Regions from separate parts of the Gasterosteus aculeatus genome. Here region 1 is linked to region 2. Evidence: chromatin contacts called from public Hi-C data. All regions are on one chromosome and are shown on one strand. Each heading gives the region's core, a stretch centred on a gene start, on an enhancer-like site or on the middle of the called end of the contact. The rest is flanking DNA. Distances are from core to core; before and after follow the strand shown. Region 1 holds the start of LOC120810576 (m-AAA protease-interacting protein 1, mitochondrial). Region 2 has its middle 77 kb from the start of satb1b.

Region 1 (5,673 bases), core at 1,039-3,538, 100 kb before region 2:
TGTCGCATGCCGAGAATACGGTTATGGAAGACAAGGGCTTCAATTCTCACCTCCTTAAATAAAGGCTCCTGGGAAATATTTGATCAAGTCGTTTATTGGTACAACTCTTCTGATTGAGCTGTGATTTGACAAAAAAAATAAAATGAAGGTTCACTTATGATCTTTTCGGGCGTTTTCCGTGGCCTTCCCCCGTGGATAGTTGTCACGGCGATAGCTCTGCTGACAACAGCCGGGTGCCATTGGTCCCCATAAGTCCCGATGTCCTCGGGGTGTCGTGTCTCTGGCTCCTGTTTCGCGTCGTCCCGAAGTACGCTCCTCCAAACGGGGCCGATTCAGCCGAACTCTCCGTCCCGCCCGCGGCGTCGTCACTCCGCCGCTTCCCAGTGCCAGTGCCAGACAGTGGTGACGGTCCAGTCGGGAGACGCCCCTCTCGTCAGCTCTCGGTGGAATCTGGGGAGGGAAAGGTGGACGTGTTTAACGGGAGCTACGATGTGAACTCTTCTCGACCAGGTGCACGCTCGCCCTTCTGCTCCTGAGTGAACGCAGGAAAAATGAATCCCCGAAAACTAAAAAAATAAAAACAAAGCAACAACAACAACGAAGAGCCGGCCTGGAAAACACTCAACTCTGTCCTGCTTCTTGTCTCCCCTTGTCTGAAAATAGCCTCCTCATCCTGCCAAACTGCGTCTCCAGCCTCACGGGATGACATTTGAAGTGTCAAACGGGCTTTTCTCAGAGGGGATTTCCAGACATGAAACAATAGGGAGGAGAATGTGGCTATCAAGATAGGTGGGCATTAGGTAGAACAGCCGCCCATGTGCTGCAGCAACTAACCGGATTACCGGCGGGACGCGGAAAGAGGCTTTGACTGTTACACGCACCGGGAGTTGAATTATGACCCGTTCCGTTCCGGCGGTGAATCGTATCGGTGCTTCTCTAGACCAACATCGCAACGACGGGAGTGACAGAATTTAACATTTATAAACTTTTTATAAAAGGTCTGTATTCTGATCATACAAATGAATATGTATTAATATTTCTTCTCACTGTGCTTACTCATAGACCGCCGTCACTATTCTCCTCTGCGGGCCGCCGTCTCCACTGGGGGCCACTTGGAAGATCTTGGTGCCCTCGGGGTCGTCGGGCCCTTCGTACGTTGACAGGAGCCAGAACCTCATGGCCACGTCGCAGAACTGTCTACCTGCGAGGCGGGAAGAAGACGCAAAGGCCCGCGAGGTCAGATCGGCGGCTCGAGCGCGCTCGCGCTCTGGGTGTTGGACGTAAACTCACCGTGTTTGTCGAAGACGACGGACACGTCTTCCGGCAGCGCGAATACGATGTCGTCCATGGTGACGGCGAGCTGCCGTCGCCGAGCCTCGCTGAGAGACCCGCACCTCGTCTGGACGTAGTCGATCGTCTGAAACGACCGAAAAAGCTGCCGGTAATTGATTCGCACCAACTTGTTGATTTATTAAATTATAAGCCTTAAAGATGTTTGATTCTTGTGCGTCATTGATCACCTCGCTGGACACAATCCCCACTAGATTGTGGTATTTGCCGCTGGACAGAAGGCCGGAGACGTGGACCAAAGCCTGGACCGGACGAGGAAGAAGGGGGTTTATTCACCTGCAGTGAGGGTGGTGTTATAACGCGTTGGTGATGCAACGCATCCTCCCTTGTGGAGGAAAGTTACCCGGATGTTTAAAGACATGCGTAGACTTCCGGTCTTGGTTTACCTGCTTCACTCCTTTTTCAAACTCCTCTATGTCAAACCCGAAGTGCAGGTCGACCAGATACATGAGAACTCTGCACCGGACCCACGTGATGGGGTCCGGGATACCGACCACGGAGACGGCGGGCCCCCCCGCGGGGATCCCCGGCGGCCCCTCCTCCGAGCTGAACGGCCTGTGCTTCTGACAGGGGAACGCGAACCTCCGCTTGCACAACCTCCGGCCCGGCAGCCCGGTGAAAGGACGCGCGGGACGGGCGCACATCCCCGGACCCTGTCGGTGCGCGGCCGGCTGCTCCCCGCGGGCCGGGCCCCTCTTCCAGGCGCGGAGCGCGACGGGGGAGCGCGTCACGGCGAGGCTGATGATCCGCTGCATCACAGCGGGGGAGAGGGAGGGGGAGGCGGGGGGGGGGGGGGGTACCGGCGTTGTTTGGGTCACGAACCCGGAGCCTCCATCCGCTTCACTGTTGCCTTTGGTAACTTTACGCAACTCACCCCCATGCTGTACCCACAATCCTTCTCGCGGCTCAGACGTAAACACACACGAGCGCTGCCTTCGGGTGCTGCAGGAAAAACCCCATTCGCTTCTCAGGGTAACGGTGACGGCAGCGGGGTTTTTAGGACATTGGTTTTGAATATTGAGTCAATCTTTTTGAAATATTTCTCTTAGGTTTATATGATTATATATGGCGGAATGGACATGTGACATATCCAAATAAATACAAACAGCAGCAAACCATGTGAAGTGAAATATATATACACACGAGAACTACATTGTTAAAGCGTATTTGTGCTCACCGTCTGACAACAGTTGAATACTCTCTTCTTCCATCCTGCTGCTGCAAAAATTTAACCAGAATTTGTCAATATTGTGCTCATATTTTCTCTTTATAGTGGAGTAAGTTGAAATGTACAGACAGCACCCAAAGGCAGCAACGCTGCATTACATACTTTTACCAGTAGAGGGAGACAAATATCCACGTATCCGCCTCACGTCGTGTCTGTACGCGTGTGTGTTACAAAGTAAAGAGGAGACTGGAAAACAAACTTTTGTGAGTCCGTGCGTGCATGTATCACCATTATCACCACAAAAAGCCAATAATGTCCGCACGCACACGCACGCGTACACACACACACACACACACAGACACACTCCCACACACGGAACAAGTTGTTCCTTCGGGCCTTTCCTCCCTGCCTCGGTTATTCTGCGCAGGTGCCCCGCAATGATTGTGCAAACATGTGAAATTTGATCATCAGACCAAAACATCATTAAGTCCCCGCTGTTCTTGGTGATTACAGGTCAGCTTACCCCCCGATACCCCCCTTCCTTTCCTCTCCGCACGCACGCCCTGCAGACACCTGCACGCGGCTCCGCCCACCTGAAGTTCTCCCTAACTAGTCGTATTTATCAATCATTAGCAGCGCGGCACATTGTTATATGAAATGATATCCCGATGCTTTTTACACCAGAGAATGAAACCACTTCCACAATAAACTGAATAAAGATCAATTCTTGGGGGAATCTGCAGATAAATCCAGTAGTGAAGAAGTGTTTGAGTCCAGACTGCTATAAACAGCAATAGAAGTTCATAAGAGAGTGAGGATGAAGAGGGGAATTACTGAAGCATTGAAGGGAAAGGGCAGACAATAAATACATTATGAGAAAGAAAGAGATGGAGTAAGAATAAAGACTTATTCAGTAAATACACGACACACGAGCCTCTTTCCTCCCCTTGTAATTGTCTCCTAAAATGAAATCATCAACTGTCATAATAGAGACAAATATGTTTTTAATTTAAATTTAAATATATATAATAGTAAAAAATATATATATATATATAATTCATCAATTATATATATATGTATATCAATTTTATTTTTGTGGCTGTATTTACGATAAACTCAATGAAATTGTAAACTATATATATTCCATGACCATTAAAAATTCATGGAAGTCGCAACTCAATAATTAGAGTAGAATAAAGGACATTTCTGCTGGACGTGAGGTGGTGTCTCTCCGGCCTTCACCTCACGGTCGCTGTGGATCCCCCAGTTGAGAGCGTCTCGTGTCCCTCAGCCGTGGAGACGCCGCTCCTTTGCTGCGCCACTGAAAGGCAGTGTTGTCCACGGCTGAGCTCCCCGGGATGAAGATGTCTGCCGAGTACCCCCCCCCCCCCCCCCGCCCCCTCCAGGGTGTTTGAAGGTGGAGCGTGGGTTCAGCCCGAGGCCTGGTCTATCAATAGTCCTGACACAACTTCATCAGTAACACATGCTGCGTTAAAGGATTTACTGTTTTAAAACACCTGAGAACAACATTTGGAGGTATGGGAATGAACAATATGGAGCATGACGTTGCAACTCTGGCGTTTAAGTGGCGATATTTGTCGAAACCACGGGGGCCTCGGCCCTTCAAAAGGGGCCGCAAACTAAATGGGTGGGTCTCGAGACAGAAGATGAGAAAGTGGAAACACATTTCAAACTAAAATGATCTAAAACAAATTCTTCTTTATATTATTTACTGTGTCCCCCTTCTGAGGCAGTAAAAAAAAAAAAAAAAGCCAATAAACGCACCGCTCACTATAAAGTAGGGAGTGATGTTGGAGACGTTTTTTTTCTCCTTCTTCTTCACATTTTCCTCCTAATCTTTGTCTTTTTTTTCATGCAAATTATTCTGAAGGTTTTCTCAGAAAATGTTCTCCGAAAAAAGCAACAACAGAGTTGTGCAACAAGGTGGGGCCACCTGTGTGTCGCGGAGGGCCGCGAGGAGCCCGTCTGTTCTTTGTTTCAAGCGTCAGAAGAAGCCACAAACGGTTCGGAAGCTTCGAGGTAAAACCTGACGTCTTGACGCAGGTACATAATTATAAAACTGATTCATGTATTTTCCGTCTTCCCTGTTCGGATTCCGACTTAACACATAATTCAAAATGCTCCAGCGTGAAGCGATAAGTGACTCAAAAGAGCAGATTGGAGTTTTTGTCCTTTCTTCATCATCGGTTTTATTGGAATAATTTTGTTCAATTTTCGGCTGGAAAAAAATGGGAAAAAAGAAAATGTTGTTTTTGTCAATTTGAATTTAATCCGGGCTACAGGTATATTGGGTTTTTGCGTCTGGCAGGGAGCCACACACAATAGCAGGCACAGGTGTTGACCAAAACAACAACAACAAAAGAGAGAAAAAGGGAAAAGCAGAAAGTGATTAGAAGTATCATTGTAGAAAACATTTGGCTCCTCCGCCATAGAAAGAGCTTTAAAATAGAGCCACAAAGTTCTACATAAAATTATATTTCCAAATTGAATGTTTCCTCCATTGTTTTTTTTTACTGCTGAAGCTTTTTAACAAACTCTCCGTTTCAAAATGCGATGCTTGTTGATCAAGAGTACAGATATCTGTGACTCCCGCGTGGGGTAATGAGAGAAATTAGCACAAATGCTCTCAGTAATAGGTCCTGTTTCTCTTCTTCGTTTTTTTTCACTCGCAAATTATTTTCCAACTTTGTTTTTGGATCTATGCATAAATTTAAAAAACCTGCTGAAATTTATTATTCATCTGAGATGTGATTAATATGCAAAATTATGCAAATTAAGATGCAATTAGGCTCCAATTCTCTAGTGGAATTTTCCATTATAATTTAATACAAAGTAACAGAGTAATTGGTGTCACGTGTAATTACGGTTACTCAAGTGCACTTTCCGGCATGCAAATGATTCTCTATATGTCGCTTATCCTATGCAAATGTACCATGTGGTGCTTTAACAAGTTGGGGGGAACCCGATGGGCACGCGGGTACCCGGTGGGGTTCCAGCAAGGTGGAGACACCCCCCCACCCCACGCCGGCCTTTTTTCCTTTTGTTGGTTTTCTAAATGAAAGGAGTTGGGAGAACTTTCAGCGCTCCAATTATCACCAGCCGACACTTCCAGGTGCTCATTCTTCTCTGCGAGC
Region 2 (5,939 bases), core at 2,326-4,825:
GCTTTTTGGATATACAGTAAAACAGTTCATTGTTCAATTTCCTAAGACAGAATAACATATAAAAAATATACATTTTCTTTCATATATAGGAAAAATATTCACCAAAAATTCAGAACAATTAGCATGAACCTATTATGATTTAACTTTCTCCATAACGCAAAAAAAAGGATCCCAATCACTTTTTTTAAGAATCAGAAGTGACAAGGGAGGGCGCAGCTAAGTCCAACCGAATGCTGAATAAGACTCTGAGCACTTTAAGGCGCCCAAAATATTACATTTGTCATTTGTCACAAACTGAAAGCGTTAAAGCAGTGAGACAAACTTCCGGATCCCCGTGGTGACAACTTTCTATCACCGAATAGTACTTAGTACTTAGCTCCGAATCCATTTTACTCTGATTGGAATCACGAAGTTCTAAATAACCATCATGCTGCATTGCAGAAGACGTGGAACTAGATGGAGACCATGAACTCATGTTCACCGTGGGAACAAATCAAGAGCGAATCGGTGGCTTTTTCTCACAGACTTCTACACGAGCCGAGGAGCCGCCCCTGGTGGCCATTCGGGAGAATGCAGGTGTGAGACAAGCCACCTATCTTTTCGCAGGCGGTTTGTACACACCAGAAGTAATCTGCTCCAGTGTCTCGGGTGCATTGTGCTCCTCCTCTTGTCTTCCCAGGCAGAAGCTTCACAAACACCCTGAGCCATGTGTAAACACACACACACACACACACACACACACACACACACACACACACACACACACACACACACACACACATGCACACGCTCACTCAAGACAATGGCTATTACCAGGCACACCTGGGTTCCTGCCTGCACCATCCTCCTAATATCTTTTAAATCTTCACATAAGGTATGCCTTTCATAGGGCTTACGATACCATTTGCTCTAATAAATTCTTTTGGCAGCGCTGAGTGCAAGCTGCTGCTCCAAGGCCCCAGGAGGGCAGCGGGAAGGGAGAGGCATCCCAAAATATGAGGATAAATAGTGGGGAATCCTCCAGGACCCCGGCCCTGGTAATCAACATTCTTCCAACTGGAAACATTTTCCAATTCTTCATCTTCATTTAGCTTCCTCACCCGGTAATTCTTAGCAGCGGGCAACAATAATTTGCACCGACGGCTGAATCGAAAAAACAGTAAGGGTCCAAATTCCTTTTTTGCATTTTTTTAAACATTTTTTAAATGGAGGAACGAAGGGAGTGCAGGAGAAACACGAGACAAGAGGAGGGGGAGTGATTTGGGATAAGCGAATGAAATTAATGACGGCGAGTGTTTGTCTAGCGAGGACAGGAAGGAGCGCGGTGTCGGGTGCCGTGTTAAACACTCCTCACGCGGCAAAGCAGCTAATCCGAGCTCCCTCCATCTCAAGCCTCTGTGTGATTACAGCGAACAGTCTCCTCATCGTGAGCGCCGCGGAGCAGAGCGGCGGCCCTAGTTACCTCTCCAACAAGAGGCTCATTAAGAGCCAGAGAGAGCCGGGAAAAAAGAGAGGAAGGAGGAGGAGGAGGAGGAGGTGGAGGTGGAGGAGGAGGAGGGGGGATTTTTAAGTGTCGACTAATAGAGGAGCTCCAAGGTATTTATTTCTTATTGTTTGCCTGCAAAGTCATTATGCCACGCTGGAGGTTCTTCTCTCTGCTCCCTGGTAGAGAGCAGGAGAGTGCAGAACTGTGTGTGTGTGTGTGTGTTTTCTCTCCCTGCTTCGCCCTCCCTCGCTCCTCCTCGGCGTTGGGAGAGGAGGCGATGGCTCGAGGCGAGCCTGGATCTCCAAAGCACTGAGATTCATTTCCATTGTGGCTCTTCGCTGCTGCGGCATTTGAACTGTCACTGCGTTAAATTATAGATCGCCTCTCCCAATTCCCAGCCGGGTGTTTCTGGCACGAGGGGAGGAACATGCGGACAGGCAGCATCTGCTAGACCCCTCGACGAAGGCCAACCCCCCCCCCCATCCATCCCACCCTCCCCCCTTCACCCCCGCCCAGCATCCCCACTACTCTCTGCACCCTCTCGTCACACCTTCTCACCCACAGACAGAAACAAGGATTCGCTTCCATCAAACGGAAAGATAAATAAGAGAAATAATTGTTTTATTTTCATTGAAACTATTTCACCATGATCGGTTTCTCAGCAACTTGGAAATTCGGATAATTCCTCGTCTTGATTCCGGCTTCCCGTTTGAGCTTCGGCTCCCCTGCTGAGAACTGTTGTGAGGTTAAATGGTTTAATAGTAATTATAGTAAAGCAACGTTGGAATATTACACCGACTAAATACAGTTTTATCAGTTCTCAATTGCCTTAACAATAGTTTAATTGTAAGCTCTGCCGCCCACACAACGTTTGGGCAAAGACAAAACCCACTAATGGCTCAGCAAAGAAGAAGATGAATAAAATTAAAAGACACCTGCAAACCTCCTCTCTTCTTTTTGAATAGATTTCTTTGTCAATTTTGGAAGCAAGTACAGTCATTACAAAGAACACCTACTGTCCCCCCAAGCTGCAGTTTAAAGCATTTATCAGCACAATAGCCCATTCAATTACACTGATAACAAATGCAAAGTAGTGCATCTGTTGCTTCTAACTTTTGGAATATCTTATGTCTTAAAATAAATTCAAACTTGACATTATGGAGCTACTCTGAAACTTAATCTGAATTCATTTCCTTCAGCGTGAGCCTGTAAGAGGGTGCCTTCATTAATCAGTCTGTTAATAGTCGGTGTGCCGTTAATTGTTGAGAGGCACCCGGGACGGAAATAATCACTTTGACTTTTTAGAGCAACGAAGCCAAAGGTCAAAGGTGTTTGGGAGGATAAACACTTGGAGGAGTTTAGGAAAGACGTGACAACTCACACCAGCAAAGCATGATGGGAAAAGCTGCCCATTTAGGCCCATGTTCCTTTTTTTCTGGATTATGTGAATAAAATGTGTACTGTTGATTAGAAAAATATGCACAATTTTGTTTTATTTTATTCCAATTTTCCAAGTTGGATCACAAGAAATGCAGAAATTCACCATGTTAAAATATATATTTTTTACCATTTAATATTTCCAAATTTCAAATAAATTCCATGAATTCAAGATTCTTTATTTGAACAGTACAGGTTTGTCATATGTTAGACCTCAGTGAGAGCTCTTCGAGTAATCCCTGTGACATGAAACAGGCGTCCGACAAACGCGCCCGAACGACACATTCCAGACACGTTAGAACGGATATGTGGGAAGACGGGTGACAGCATGAATAACTTACATGCATGGATTGACGTACAGTTGCTGTTACAGATGGTGCAATATTCATTGCTACTAAAATATGCATTATTAAATGCAAAGAGTTGTTTTACGTTGTCAATGCACGAATAAAGATGATATGCAACATTTATTAAAAAAATAAAAAAACACTCAGCAATCCGTTATTTACTTTACAATGAGGAAATGAATGCAACTATCTTTCCCGTACATGTTGGAATATGTTTCACCGCTGGACCTGGATGTGGTTCGCACACACTTTCTGACACAGGTGTGTGTGTAGTCGCTGTGCCTCTGCTGCCAGAGAACCTCCTCCGGTTTGTTACACGACACCTCCTGGTAGAGACCGAGGCTGCAGCTCAGAGGCATCGCACTGCCTGCTCTGTGTGTGTGTGTGTGTGTGTGTGTGTGTGTGTGTGTGTGCATATGTCTGTCTGTGTCCTTTAAGAAGGAGAGAGCAAAGCGGTGTTTGAAGTAGCGCGTGTGTGTGCGATTGTGCGCGCATAAATACATACGTACATACCCCCACTTAGGAAAGCCAACCACCCTCAGTGTCTCCAATGGCTTAGGGCCCTTTTTCCTCTCCCATGGGGGCCCTTGATTGAAGCCAGAATTCCTCCACGTGTGTGTGTGTGAGTGTGTGAGTGTGTGAGTGAGTGTCGGCCTCGCTGGGATTGCATGAGACAAAAGAGACGCACTTGCCAGCATCTGTGGTGAAGACAGCAGCATCCCCACCCCACCTAAAGCGCCCCATTGGTTCCTCCTTCCCCTTCCCAGCCTCCCTCGGTCCAGTTAGGGAACTGGAGCGGCGATGGCACCCGCTCCGGGGGAAGAAAAGGCCCCTCGGGAGGCTGGAAAGTGAATAAAGGAACGCGCAGAAAGAGAGAATAAGCGTTTTTCATGCTTTTTTTTGTGTGCGTGTGTGTTTAATGCCATTTCCAAAAATAATGTGGGCTTGACAAAACAGAAGGTAAAGATTTATAAGAAAAAACACACACACACACAGTGCATAAACAAAATGCCAGTTTGGGGAGGGTGGTTGTGAATACCTGATTCTTCCCCCTCTTTTTTTTTTCTCCTCATCTCCCTTTAAAAATCTGCAAATCCATTTGCTAAACAGCTGCACCTCTGTAGTGCACAGATAACAACCTGGGCCAGCCTGGCTTTGCAGCAGCGAGTGGAGGCAGATAGGCCCAAATCTCTGGCCCTTTTTTCAAAAAATGCTAATGACGAAGGAACCACTTCTCTGGCCAAAAAAAAAAAGAAATAGAAAAAAAAAAGGAAAAGAAGAGAGAAGGCGAGAGGGAGAGAGGGAGAGAGAAGGCTCTTGTAGATCTGTCAATTGCTATTTTGACAGATATTTGCTTGTAAGTACACACAGCACTTGTTCGCCGTGTCTTATCTGGTGCTGTGCAGAACACTGACCTACATTACATCAAGCACAATATGATGCACAAACACGCTCTGTTCAATAGCCCGCTTCCCTTTTTTTCCCCCTGTTGTTGTTGTTTGTTTTATTTTTCCTCACTCCCCCTCTTCTCTCTTTTTCACCTTAAAAACAGATGGATTCAAATGAAATGGCTGCAAATCCTATGAACAGACGGTATTCTTCCTCAAATAAAACCTCGTGGCTTAAAGGGAGAATCTTCCGACCATCTCCGGATGTTTGATTGCTCCTCAAAGGCCCGAGCAACTGCACTCAGTGGAGGAGAGTAAATATTGGAAATATTGCCACAGCTGCTCGTTCACTCCGTCTCCCCCTCTGCCTCCCGACGCATCCTCTCCGACGCACACGACGCACAAAAACAATGGCACAGAACGCCTCGATGGATGATCCACACCGCAGGTCTCTGTTTCTTGCTCGAGGACTTCCCGGAGAGGTCAGAGGTCGGCTGGGGAGCAGCGGCCCTGCAGCAGGAAGGACTTTAGTGTCTCACGCTGGAGTTAAAATGGATGATTTCCAACGTGGAGTTTTAAATTGAGGTGCATTAGTTGACAGATTGGAAATCTAATCACCAGGGGCTGCATTACAGAAACTTCCAACTATAAATCCTCTTTTTATTTGTTTGGTAACCATGGAACTGTGAGTTTATTACCTGATTTAGAACTTTATAATTAGTGTTGGGCAAGAATGCAGATTTTTGACAAAAGCAGAACAACACAAGGTCTAAAGGAGCTGCTGTGGCAGCTTTCACACGCATCTCCTGGCCTCCTTCTGTGGACGGCGTGGCTCCGTTGTCATGGAGCAACATGTAGGCTTACACATAAAGGCTGGTATTAAATCTTGCATGAAGTAAATTTAGGGTTTCATCAATTGATGATGTGGGATATAAACAAATTGTATAATGCATTTAAAAACGGCCTGCAAGGCGTCGTATGGACATTTCTGTTTCATTTGATGAACCCTTCAGATGCAACATTGCATTGCAGAAGTGTTTCACAGTTTTCCCATTTCTTTTTTTCGGAGCTTTTTTGGTAATGTTAAAAGAACAACGGCTCATCAACGAAAGCATTTAAAGTTCCAATGACTCACAACTCAAATGTGAGTGTTTCACATCCTTTGATTGGTCTCCGGTTGATTGCCCTAATTTGTGACATCGTCTAGTTTGTAGCGACGGGTTTTCCCTCTTTGTACTTTGTGAACTACCAGCGTGGACACAAGATCAACTCTAGAGTTCC

What was found. Hi-C and Micro-C count contacts between places; a contact is called where the count stands out from the background.
Region 1: a Hi-C map of whole body shows a contact between it and region 2, with 2.3 times the contacts expected there. The contact joins the promoter of LOC120810576 here to the enhancer-like site in region 2. A contact is called at or near these places in 2 of 6 Hi-C or Micro-C datasets (tail fin and whole body).

The regions. Positions count from the first base shown.
Region 1 is chr20:4,907,153-4,912,825 of fGasAcu3.hap1.1, reverse strand. It overlaps LOC120810576 (m-AAA protease-interacting protein 1, mitochondrial), which reads right to left and starts at 2,288. Exons shown (of 5, transcript XM_040165235.2): 1 at 1,737-2,288; 2 at 1,521-1,592; 3 at 1,291-1,417; 4 at 1,057-1,201; 5 at 79-450. The coding sequence starts at 2,105. The coding sequence ends at 366.
Region 2 is chr20:4,804,142-4,810,080 of fGasAcu3.hap1.1, reverse strand. No RefSeq gene overlaps it. Among protein-coding and RNA genes, the nearest start is that of satb1b, 77 kb to the left of the region's middle. Within about 2 kb of position 3,575, at least 5 of the 9 cell types and tissues checked have open chromatin away from gene starts, as enhancers often do.